Linked DNA regions of Bicyclus anynana: region 2 is linked to region 1. Evidence: chromatin contacts called from public Hi-C data. All regions are on one chromosome and are shown on one strand. Each heading gives the region's core, a stretch centred on a gene start, on an enhancer-like site or on the middle of the called end of the contact. The rest is flanking DNA. Distances are from core to core; before and after follow the strand shown.

The links. A called contact is a pair of places that touch in the nucleus more often than the background predicts.
Region 2: a contact with region 1 is called in a Hi-C map of whole body, with 1.7 times the contacts expected there. The contact joins the promoter of LOC112043371 here to the enhancer-like site in region 1. A contact is called at or near these places in 2 of 2 Hi-C or Micro-C datasets (whole body and whole larva).

The regions. Positions count from the first base shown.
Region 1 is chr22:6,513,535-6,520,324 of ilBicAnyn1.1, forward strand. All of the region lies in intron 1 of LOC112043371 (DE-cadherin), which reads right to left. Among protein-coding and RNA genes, the nearest start is that of LOC112053545, 28 kb to the right of the region's middle. Within about 2 kb of position 3,082, at least 1 of the 8 cell types and tissues checked has open chromatin away from gene starts, as enhancers often do.
Region 2 is chr22:6,560,675-6,567,464 of ilBicAnyn1.1, forward strand. It overlaps LOC112043371 (DE-cadherin), which reads right to left and starts at 2,988. Exons shown (of 24, transcript XM_052888463.1): 1 at 2,480-2,988. The coding sequence starts at 2,552. It overlaps LOC112043356 (spondin-2-like), which reads right to left. Exons shown (of 10, transcript XM_024078738.2): 10 at 5,488-5,669. The coding sequence ends at 5,559.

The DNA of each region.
Region 1 (6,790 bases), core at 1,832-4,331:
GGTATGCAGGTTTCCTCACGATGTTTCTCCTTCATCGTTTGAGACACTTGATATTTAATTTCTTAAAATCTGCTCTCATTCTGAGAGAAGACCATAAATTAGTATAGCCAAAACTTAATCTAAGTATACTAATATTATGAAGCTGAAGAGTTTATTTGTTTGAACGCGCTAATCTCGGGAACTACTGGTCCAATTTGAATAATTCTTTCAGTGTTAGATAGCCCATTTATCGAGGAAGGCTATAGGCTATATATTATCCCCGTATTCCTACGGGAACGAAAACCACGCGGGTGAATCCTCGCGGCGTCAGCTAGTAATTTTATATTCGTCTAATCTTGGGAAATACTGTTTGTAAAAATATAGTATTTATGTTAGGAATAAATATAGTATACCACTAAATTATGGAGTCTGTTGGGGTGTCGATTTTCACAAAATTCATCCTATAATAGAAAATCGATACTCCATCGCATGCTATCACCCGGGAACATGCGTTACTGTGTCGGGGACACATTGCAAATATTTGCGTTTCGCGGCTCCGCCATCCAATATAACATGTTAACAATGTTGGAGCTAGAGACGACAAATTATGAAGGATCCCACGACGACACGAACTCTATGTACGGACAAGAATAGTACAACCAAGGGAAGAAAACATGGCTTTTCTCATTTAAAACATCGTCTTGCTAGACTTTGGTTGACAATTCAAACCTTCGTTTGGGAAGTTATGTACGTTGCTTTACAGAAAGATTATCAGAAACCTACTATCAAGGTTTTTTTTTAATTCTTTACAAGTTAGCCCTGGACTACAATCTCACCTGATGGTAATTGATGATGTAATCTAAGATGGAAGCGGGCTAACTTGTTAGGAGGAGGATGAAGATCCACACTCCTTTCGGTTTCTACACGACATCGTACCGGGACGCTAAATCGCTTGGCGGTACGTCTTTGCCGGCAGGGTAGTAACTAGCCACGGCCGAAGCCTACCAGCCAAAAACGCACGAACGCTGTCCAGCAGTGGCGTGCACTTCATAGATGCAACAACACACTACCATCTATCATCATAGGTATTATGTACTCATCACGAATCTAGATTGATCATCGAATTTTTTGTATTGTACGATTTGTACGTACAGTGCATACCCTAGATAAAATCCTTGCGTACGCCACTGCTGTCCAGCGAAGTCGAGTGGCAGCTAGCTAGCTAGCTAAAAGCCCCAATAGCTCAACGGTAAGAGCGGTTGGACTCATCACCGAGGGGTGGTTCGCCCCGTTGGTCTATTGTCGTACCCACTCCTTGCACAGTCTTTCCTGACTAGTTGGAGGCGAATGGGAAAATTGGTCATATTGTAAAAAATATTTCAAATATTCTCTAAAAAAAAACAGACGTATGCTCCAGAATAGAGAAGGGAAGAAAGGGAAAAGGAAGAGAAAAAGAAATGAAAAATAATTTAGAGGCAGTTAGCTCGATGTAATGCCACGCAGTTCCGTGTCAATCTGAAGATTGGAAAAAAAAGTAAACTATAACATTAAGGATATATAACGTTTTACAATGGAGAAAAATAACCCTAGAAACCGCTATTTAATGGTAAAAAGTAAAACGTATCCGGTGCTCTATTATGAACAGATTATACAAGGAATTTCACCGCGATCCGGCGCCGAGGCGATATGAAAAGAAATAAACTACCACAATCAGCTGAACGTGCTAGCCGCGTTTATCGTGAAAAATTCCCCGATACTACTATCTTTTTCGTACACGGAATATTCTTTATACTACGGGTAAGCTTTTACAAATCGTAGATTAAATACCTATTACCTACCATTTTTACTGCTTACTGGCTTGATCTCATCCTAATAGATTAATACATACATAGCCGCTGGATGCTGGCGGCTCGAGATCGTTGTGCTTGGTGATTCATGCAAGAGGCCTACGTCCAGCAGTGGACGTCCATCGGCTGATAAGGTAAGGTAAGGCATACATAGTTACAAAGCCCTATCATTCTTCATTTTGTTAAATAAAGAATGATAAGGCAGTAAATATGCAAAAAAAATACGTGTGACGTTCGAGGACTGCCGCGGTAAAGCATTTTTTATCAACCTATGCAATTATAAATATTTATTTATTTTATTTATGCAGTATTTTTATTTCTTAAGAAAGAATAAATTAATAAAAAAAATAAAAAATGTCTTTACGTACATCTGGAATTGAACTCTGGTTCAATAAGTTATGCCCCTTGTACAGTTGAGGTACATGATAACGTCGAAATGTGTTAACTTAATGCACGGCTTGGGTGTAAGGTTATTTTTCGTTACGGAATTTCTTGATTTGGTCGCCGCGCTCAAAGTCCGCGGATAAAAGCTATGCAATAGCTTAAAGATTTATTTTTTTATAGTTACGTTAATTTTTAATTTAATTAAACAATACTTAATTAAACAAAAGTTTAAAAATTTAATATATCATTTTAGGTATGTATACATATAATATACTTAGTTAAATTTAGGTAAGACATTCTTTATTTTATTTATAGCAGTATAGAAGCAAGAGTTGTATTTGTTATTTTCAATTAAATCGCAATTCATCAACATAACGAGGTGATCATTAGATATGTCTCAATGGTTATTATGATCAAAAGTAAAGTATTTATTAATTATTACACAGTAGGGTTTTTTGATTCTATACCCAACTAGCTTTCTCTTGTTTCGGTAATTTTAATGAAATATTCAATGTGCTGTAACATTGTCTTTAATGAAGTGTTCATTTACACGAGCAGCAACAGCTACTGACGACTGCAGTCAACGGCAGTAGACGACGTCTCGGCGGCAGTCAACGGCAGTCGAGTGCAGTCGGCGACTGCCGTCGACTGCCGCCGAGACGTCACCGACTGCAGTCGTAGGTAGCAGTTGCTGTTCGTGTAAATGAACCCTATAACTCGGATTCTATCAACTTTATTGCATATGCACATAAGAAACTACAGTTACTGTTAAAAAAAGTGGAACAATTCAATCTATGTGAACGCCGAGCATCGGCGCCTATTTTGTCATTCAACGTATAAGAACCGCTAATCCGCCCCCTTCATGCCTCGTTGACTTCATCGGCATTTGACAATACAGCCTTTGTCTCGACAAACAAATGAATCACAAGCATTGTATTGTTATCTTTAACTATAATTTTGCTAGCTATTCGTAAGGAAAGTGTATTATTTGTTTACAATTCAGTCTAAGACAGGTCCGTGATGTAAATTATTTTTTCTATGATCTCAGAGTAGGTATAATTGTAAAACAAAAGGCTGCGATAGTCACACAACCCGCATTATTGAACGCTGATGTTTGACAGCCTATACTTCTACCGAACGGTTAATGGTCTGGACCCTTGAAACCAGCTACCTTCCGAAGTGACCTCAGTCGAAACTCTACAAGTATAATTAGCTACCACAACCGTAATCCAACGGTTATATAATGATTTATTTATTTTGCTATCATCCGCGAAAATTCGGCGAACCCATGCGACAACGTCACCCAGGTCCGACAAAATACTCTCTACGTACGTTTCACCCCGAAACCGGAGCATCCTCAGGAGATGTTGACTCTACAACGTGCAATTGCAATGACTTTGCAATTGCACGTTGTAGAGTCAACAAAAAGTAAAGGGGAGTGTTTGTTGACAGTCACAGGATCCTTTAACGCTACACACATCGATCACAAGTGCGTGACTTCACTCAAGGTCATTCTCTGCCATTCTAGGGTCTTATTTTGGTTACAGTTTGATTTGTTAATTAAGTTTTCCTGACAAATGTTGTGAACCTTTGTTCGACATTAGTTTTTCTAATTTTTGTAATCTTTTCTGAGTCTGCTAAAACATCCTCAAATAACTTTGTATGAGATGAGTGTCAGAGAAGAACATTGACAGTGTGGCTGTCGCAATTCACGGCACACTCCGCGCTGACGTGGTCTGCGCTGCACCATAAAAACTGAAGATAAAGCCCGTCTCAGTTTTATCGTCCTACGTTACGCGTCTCCATTGACGTACCAGATACGTGGAAACAATTTTATCTTTGACGATAAACTTCTATTTAAAGCAATCGACTCATAACATTGGCATTGGTGGCATATCAGCTTATTTTAAAAACGGTGGCGTGTATTCAAGTACATGTTAATTTTTTTTTAGTTATTTTAATAATTAATGTACCAAGCAAATGGCCTACCTTTTTATTTTTATTCAATGACAACATAGCCTAGAATGCAATCTCACCTGCAGGCCAATTCGCTGACTTTGATGTTTGTACGATATTTACCAACTAGCTACTTTTAGTAATTCTCAAGTCACGTGATTTTGTAATCACTATTTATTTAATGCTGACTGATCATTGAAATTAAAGATAAAAACTGGCATCCGGTGCCCACTGACATTTCCCAGTTGCCATTGGATTTTTTGATAACAATGGGCTTAACGATAGCCAAAGAGTACCATGTTACCATACCATGTTTGCAATAAGTTTTTCTCAAATCTCGTAGAAACCATGATTTCTTTCGGGCAACCTATGTGTTAATCCAGAAAATTATTGGGTCTACCTTCATTTTAAATTTCAGCCGAATCAGTTTAGTAGTTGCGGCGTTAAAGAGTAACAAACATCCAAACGTCCATGCTAACTTTCGCGTTTATAATATTAGTAGGATTCAATGCATGCGCAGTAAAAAACAATTGTATATGTTCGTATAGAAATAAAAGGCAAAAACAATGACTTTAACACAAGGGACGGTACAATGGAAACGTATCACCACATACTAAACTCACCATAGTAAAGATGTTTACTAACCGTAAACATAATCAATAATCGTAATTTATGTGACGGCCCCACTTTTTAGTGATGCTTACGGTAGTACGGCGGGCCGCGTAAAATTGGTCGATTAAATACGTGAAGTGCGTATACGACATACGTGTCTGTACTTGAAGAGGATTTTATTGGGGGAACGTATGGAAATGGCATTCCATGGTAGTCGTAAAAACTGGTAAAAACATGGTAAAAACGTTACGTTTCCCCATCCCTGTTTTTATTACCCCATATTCATAAACAGCTGTAAACAGTGTAGCACTAAATTATATCCTTCATAATCACACTAATATTATAAAAGCGAAAGTTTGTGTGTAAGTGTGAATGTTTGTTCCTCCTTTGCGGTGCGGGTACTGAAGCGATTTGGCTGAAATTTGGTATGGAAATAGATTTTACTCTGGATTAACATATAAGCTACTTTCATCCCGGAAAAATCCATGATTCGCTAGTATTATAATAAAGTGCAAAATAGATCGGTTGAATATGTAAAGTGTAAAGTAACCGACTTGTTTTGGAAGACAATTTATTGAGAAAAAAATGAAGAAAATAGTGTTCCATGGTATAGATTCCCTGTGTATTATGGAACCCAATTTAATTCAGTATTTTATTTTTAACCTGTTTTAATACTGTAGGGTAAAAATAAATACATTACGTTACCCCACACTACCTTACACATGTTGAGCAAATTTATTCAAAAAGTTCGTATCGGGCATTTTTTATAAAGTTCTATTAACTGCTTGACATATACATATTACATAATATAATGTGTATAATTGTATATTGCATGTATAATTATACCTATAATTCTCCGTTATGTGCATGTGACATATGACAAAACCTGCACACCTGCGAACTTTCTGTCTGAAGTCTGCCAATCTGCATTGAGCCAACGTGGAGCCTAACCCCACTCATTCTGGGAAGAGACTTGTGCTCAACAGTGAGCCGAATATGGGCTGTTGATGATGAAATTAATTTAATAATATGTATATATTTACATTGTACAAGTACATATTTGTCTGGAATCTTAATAGTCTCATCAGCGCCTATGAATAATTATAATGTAACACTTTGAGTTAACACGATTACACCTGTTAATGAAGCGAGGGTAAACGGGGCTTGAGAATTTATAAATTACTCACTTTAGCCCGCGATTTCAGCTGCTTCGAATATGGTTTTTAGCCCCATATACATTGAAATCTTTAAGAAGTAGACACCTACATCAGGGGAAGGAATTACAATGAAAACCATGTAACGTCACTCGATTTAACGTCAAACTCGCTAAAGCGTCGATTTCACATTTGACTTTGATTGGTTTAGCTTGCTTTCCATACAATGACACACTCGATATAGCGTTACTCTCACTATTTATAACGTCCATTAACTAATAAAAAGTATCTTTTAAATAGCCGAAATTAGTGAAAACCGCGTAGCTGTCTACGTTCTCATGTCTCTTTATTATCCTACAACGTAATAGACTCTACTGTCGGCATCATGCAAAAAAAAAATTATAAGAAATTCATTATTTTGTTGACAAAATGGGATTGCACGTGTACACTGTTGTTGTCCACGACATGAATAGAAGTCATAGACTTAATAAGCTATCATATTATTAGTTGTTCACAAACTTTTAAATAGTAAACATGGCTAATAATAAATAATCACTGTGTATTGACAAATAAAGTTCTTCTTTCCTTATAACGACCACTCTCTATAGCGCTATAAAAGGTTCAGTCCCTCTAGTGTCGTTATATAGAGTTAACACTGTATTTATATTTTTCTACAGTAGGTATATAATTTATCTACCATTATATGGAATAACTATCTCAATCTATTTACTTGTTAGTTGTTCCAGTATATCAGTAAAAGTATTTACTCGTCATTCCGAGTAGATGCATTACACGCTAGATCTTTGCCTATGTACAAGACGGATAATATTTATGACGTTTGACCTGCGCAATAGATGA
Region 2 (6,790 bases), core at 1,738-4,237, 47 kb after region 1:
TAGGGGTAGGGTAGGGGTAGTGTAGGGTAGGATAGGGGGTAGGGTAGGGGTAGGGTAGGGGTAGGATAGGGTAGGGTAGGGGTAGAGTTCGGTAGGGGTAGTTGAAAGTTTACGTCGAGTTTCACGCGGACGAAGTCGCGGGCGTCCGCTAGTATCTTAATATTTATCAATATTATTTAATTTTGCCTAAACACAAGAATTTATCACCTAAGGTAACTAACATTCTGTGTAGGTAGGTAAACTAAATTAGGTACTTACTTAAAGATATTTTTCATATTATTACTATTACTACCCATCTGAATCATTTTGTCCACAACATCAAAGTGGTGTTTATAAATAACTACTTATGTAGACTTGTTTACTCAACTGTTGGCGCAGGGTTCCCAACTTAGGGGTTTTCCCCTCAGATTTAGGGGGCAAATAAGTGAAATGGGATTTTTTAGGGGTCTGAAATTTTTAGGGGTATTTTCAGGGATTTTTTGACTCTTTAATATTTTTAAATTGATGATAATTTTAATATTTCTTTCTTGGCCTAGCGACTTATAACGACATATAATACGTTATTCTACGACCACTCTGAGGCAATTGGAGGCAATTTTCATCGAATAAAAAAAATTGGTAAATTTATTCATTGTCAACATGTATGATTTCAAAAAATCTGAATCTTCAGATAAAGACGTAGTATTTTGTCTGTATTAAATATAGACTTTTAAACATATGACAGCATAATATTTCTAAATTATTATGAATTTATATTTTTTAGGGGGACAACTCAATAATTAAGGCGATTTTAGGGGTTCTTGACACCAACTTTAGGGATAAATATTTTGGAGAGTTGGTAACACTGTGTTGGCGGTAGGTACCTATCTTAAAGTAACTTGGTAGGTATTTAATACTACCTAACCTACCTACCTAGCCATAATATACCTACATACTGAATCATTGTTAACAAAGACAATTTACATTAAATTAATATAAATTCAAATAGTCGCCTACCTACTTATCTATGCAACAATGTAATGCTAGCCACGCACAATCAAGCTGAGCATCAATTCTGCAGGACACTTACGCTTGGGCATTGAAAAAAATATCGTAACAGTACCCACATTTTGATAATTTTTCACTGCCCACAACCCACATACCTAAACGCGATTTAACGGCAAGCATGATTGTATGTGGCTGGCGTAAGTAATTTTTTTTTATCAATGACAAGTTCATTAATTCGCGATCTGCAAGAGCACATTACGCCTGCATTCTGTAAAGTTACAGCGATGTGACATCGCTCATTTCTATAGCAACATCGTTTTTAACGACCTTTTATTTTCTGGCATTCCATACAAATAAGGTTCAATTACAATTTAAAACCGTGGCTGAGTTTGTTGTGGGCTCTTCTCGGACCAAGGCCTTTGGAACCCTCGTAACTTTAATTTTAAGTTTTGGACTATTATTACCACCATTAGATTAAATTAAATTACCTATGACATAATCATGACTTTTCAAAAGTGCTTTTAAACTAAGCCTAATTGATATAAATGAATTTTGAATTTTGATAAAACATGTTGTAGGCGAACAATACATCGACGAGTATAAAACAGAATCAAACCCGAGTTTTTTCAGATGTCAAGCCGTTAGCGCTGCAGGCATGTGTGCTTATTGGATAGTGGATGGCTAACTTAAGACGGTAGTGAGCTTATTAAATAACGGTAGTAGTAGTAGCAATCGGTACAAGCTTATTAAAAATTTCTAAGGGTCTTTAACATATCACTAAGTGTGCCTTGCGTTTTCACCTTACGAGTATCAGATGCCATTTCTGTAGAAATATCGGAATAAAAACCAACATTTCTAATTTAATCTGCTTTTGACTGGATAAGTACATTAACCTCTAAAAAAATACGATACCAACAAATACAACAAATAAACTTGTAATTGTCGACTTCATTCTATTTCTATACCAGTAATGTTTATCAAATGATAAATAGGTAGGTTATGCCTTGATATACACTCATTTATATAATTTCTTAAAACAATTAAGTAATTTTACTTACCTACCTACATACGGTTATCTTCTAAGTCTTGTTATTATTAACTCTAAATGTTATCTATCTACCTACATAGTGTAGCATTTTAGAATAAATATTTCAAGTCTTTATTTTTATAATAGGTATGATATATGTATTTTTAAGGTGCGAGTATTTTATAGGTAAACATTTTCCGATAACTCTTATCTTGGCTGTGAAATAACGTATTATTCATGATATCGATTGAAATTGCACCTAACAGGTGAGTGGGTACCTACTACCTAGAAAATTTATTCACGTTCTTAAAATATGACGTCACGGTACAATGAATGGTTAAAATTTCTAGTTTCCGAGAAGGGAACAATAGGCCGTAGAACAAAGCGCACACAACCACGGCGCCGTGGTTGCGCGGGCACAGGGCTCAGGTAAAGAAAGCATCATACAAAGCCGTTTTTGCCCACCTTTCGTATACTGCGCCGACGCCACCGCAACCAACAGCGCGGCGATGAGCCCCCTCTCTCCCCCTCGTACCATTTTCTCAAATCAAACTTGAAGAAATTACGATTTTGAGCACGTCACTATAGTAAAAACTTGTCACAAGAAGCGGCGGAGCACACACGGAGTCTTGTATACACACAAATCACGCACACTATCACATAATAAGAACGCACATCCATTTGAAAAATGTTCGTTTTATCCGATAAAGGTAACCGCTTCGCACGACTCGTGGGACGAAGCATGCAGGTAAAACGAGTAAGCCTATTAAGTTACGATAACTTAAAACTACTTATTTAGGTCGGTCCTAGTCAATTAAACACTACGCGTTGCGCTAGACACGGCAGTTCTGCACAATTTTATGTTTGGAAACTTTACATATTTTCGTAAAACAATTTCGAAGTTGAGAACGATTACGGGCGACACGGAACACACGACCGCCCGACGCATCGTTCGCGGCAGACTGGCGTGAAGTGAGCGAACAATCAACAAGTTGCGCTCGTAGCGAGTCGCGAGGCGGGCCGTTGCAGGAGCATGCGCTATCCGCGTCTATGTTCATACTCGACTTGCAAGTTGATTCTGTCGTCTTCCCCCGCGCTGAGCGCCGACCGGCAAAACTTTGAAACCGGTATTTTTCGCGCAAAAAAACAAGAAGTCGGGACCTCTCCAGTTATACGCGGCGCCGCTGCGAACCTGGTCTCAGACCTACTGTATCTAGGCACTACAAGTTGAATAATCCCTCAGTCGATCCAGATTATAAGGTGTCTAAACCTATTCTAGGTTAATAAAGTTGTTTTGCTGTAAAAATACTACAAATATACTTAAACTACAGTCTTTCTTGATGAATACTGTTTACCAACATTGTAATTAGAAATGAAGGTAGAAAACGCCTGTCATTTCAGAACTTATTTATTTTAAACTATGTATGGCTTGTATAAAAAAGATTACATAAAATATTTTAAATATATCTAATTGTTCTAAGCTTATAAATTTCATAAATTTAAGAACAAGTTAATTATGTTAAATGACTAGTGATTTATACCCTCATTTTTAATTTGTTTGTTGGTAATTGGTAAACAGTACACATCAAGTATAGGTATTTTCATAAATGTAGGTAAGTAGATATTTAAATATAGTTTTCCGTTTATTGGTAGATAAGTAATTGTTTACTTTACATAGGCACAAAAAAGGCTGTGAAAATTGATGATATTGGGATTGCGATTTATACTAAAAATTAGCGCTGATTTTAACAAAAGATAAGGCTGAATTTGCTGCAATTCCCAACACACTGCTATGCATGACAGTTTCACCTACAAACTTACAATATTATTTTGTAACTCTAAGTTAGTGTAAAATTTTTAAGCATTATGCGTGAAGCATTATGCGTGAGAATACACGTGCGTCACCTCTAGTATGGGTATCAAGTTATAAGAATCATAGGCTAGTGCATTTAACCGATAAGGTACTGTTACACATGCTTTAAAATAGCATGCTATTAAGTATGCTCCAAACGAGCATATCATTAGTTTACATTTGCTAGCAATAAGCATGCTATTTTTAAGTATGCTCCTGAATAAGCATGCTCAAAGCAAACATTCCAATCACACATGCTAATTTGTATCTATCGCTCTCTGTCTATAGTATCGTGTTAGACAGGGAGATATAAAAGTGAAAAGAATACAGAATAGCAATCCTGATCGACTAGTAAACTGATTAGCAAACCTGTTCAGACGCGCTAAAAGCACGCCCCCTTCCACCCGCGCAGCAAGCAGCATACTCATAAATCGCACGACTGTTGATTCTTGAGCAAGCTCGAAATAAGCATGCTCATTATTAGCAATGTTGCGATACACATACTATTAAGTAGCAACTGCTCAATAGTAGCATGCTTTCGTGCTTGAAATGAGCATGTGTAACAATAGCTGTAAACTGCATTATCGCTTACTAGGCGTGATGGTAGCTCATGTACCTTTATTTGACACAATAACATAGAATTGAAAATTTTGGAAATCCCCTGAAAGTCATGAAATTATCTTATTTTTTTTAATGCTCGTATTACTGAAGATTTGTGTGAGCGAAGCCTTGTAGAATCTAATTGAAGATATTATAAATATGAAAATATTCCATTTTATTTTTCTAGATTTTTTTTACATAAACTTACGAGTACATCAGCTTCGAGAGCTGTGATAGCCCAGTGGATATGACGTCTGTCTCCGATTTCGTAGGGCGTGGGTTCGAATCCTGTCCAGGGCATGCACCTCCAACTTTGCAGTTGTGTGCATTTTAAGAAATGAAATATCACGTGTCTCAAACGGTGAAGGAAACATCGTGAGGATACCTACCTGGGAATTTTCTTAATTCTCTACATTCAGCGGGCAATGGAGCGAGCTATGCTTGGAGTTTCTCTGCGTGATCGAATCAGGAATGAGGAGATCCGCAGACGAACCAAAGTCACTGACATAGCTCAGCGAGTCGCGAAGCTGAAGTGGCAATGGGCGAGCCACATAGTTAGAAGAGCCGATGGACGTTGGGGTCCCAAGGTGCTGGAATGGCGACCCCGCACCGGTAAGCGCAGTATTGGGTGACCCCCCACTAGGTGGACCGAGGATATCAAGCGGGTTGCAGGGAGCCGCTGGATTCTGGCGGCTCGAGATCGTTGTGCTTGGAGGTCCATGCAAAAGGCCTATGTCCAGCAGTGGACGTCTATCGGCTGATAAGGTGAGGGAAGTCAAGGTCTACGTTTGTAAAATCTGTCAATCCGCATTTGGCCTGAGTGGTGGACTAAGGCCTAACCCATCTCATTCTGAGAGGAGACTCTAACTCAGCACTGCTGAGCTAGTCGAATTAATGACACAAAAATAAAAAAAACAAACTAAAATAATTTTAACTAAGAATTAGCATGCAAAGGCGGCCCTATTGTTGTAACCTTAACCTTAACGAGAGGAACAGAATAAATAAAAACGAAATATTTACATATTTTTTGTGTAAATTATTTTTTTAATTAATTAAAATGAAATATAATGCCAGTTAATGGTTCTTCATAACTTAGTTGTCGGAGCAATCCACGAAACACTCTTGAAACTCAGTCAGACCGCTATTGTAACTTTGTCGGCAAACTTCTGGATTTTCCTCCACATCCACTTGTGAATGTAAGTTCTGAAAATAAAGTTCCATATTATGCGTACAAATATAGGTGCAGTTTTTGCAGATTTTTGTAGCAAAACAAGGAATCTCTACTAATATTATAGAGATGTAAAGATTGTGAAAGAAGCCATGATAACCCTAGATTCGAATCCGGTCCGGGGCATGCACTTCCAAATTTTCAGTTGTGTTCATTTTAAGAAATTAAATAACATGTAGCCGTGATGCCCAGTGGATATGACCTCTGCCTCCGATTCCGGAGGGTGTGGGTTCGAATCCGGTCCTGGGCATGCATCTCCAAACTTTCAGTTGTGTGCATTTTAAGAAACTAATATCACGTGTCTTAGACGGTGAAGGAAAACATCGTGAGGAAACCTGCATACCAGATTTCTTAATTCTCTGCGTGTGTGAAGTCTGCCAATCCGCATTGGGCTAGCGTGGTGGACTATTGGCCTAACCTCTAACATTCAGAGAGGAGACTCGAGCTCAGCAGTGAGCCGCATATGGGTCGATAACGAACGAAATATCATGTGTTTGAAAAGGTGAAGGAAAAACATCGTAAGGAAACCTGGATACCAGAGAATTTTGTTAATTCTCCACGTGTGGATAGTCTGCCAATCTGCATTGGTGCGTGGTGGACTATTATTCTAACCCTTCTTATCTTGAAAGGAGACTCGTGCTCAACATACGCCGAATATGAGTAGTTAATGATGAAAAATTATGAAGAGTGTGAGATTTTAGTGGGTAATCTCTGGTTTAAGTTTTCGGTTTTAGTTTAAAATAAAACAAACACTTCAGTTTCCATTTTACATTCATACATGTAAAATGGAAACTGAAGTACATACATGTTACATTCATACATTATTTTCGCTATCGAAATACGCATTTATGTACGAGATAAATGACTAAGAATTTTTACGCGTAAATTCCATTTTCACTCCAAGTTGAGGGAGTGGTGATAAATAAGTAAACAACATTAAATTGTAAACTTGATCGGCGAAAATGTCAAATATTGGAAAAAGTGAAGAGACAGGTTAAAAGCGAAATCGTGTTTGAATTAACAATTGTTGTAAGGCAACTACACCGATGCGTCGATTTGAAATGTTTGATTTTCAAATATTTATAAACCGATTTTT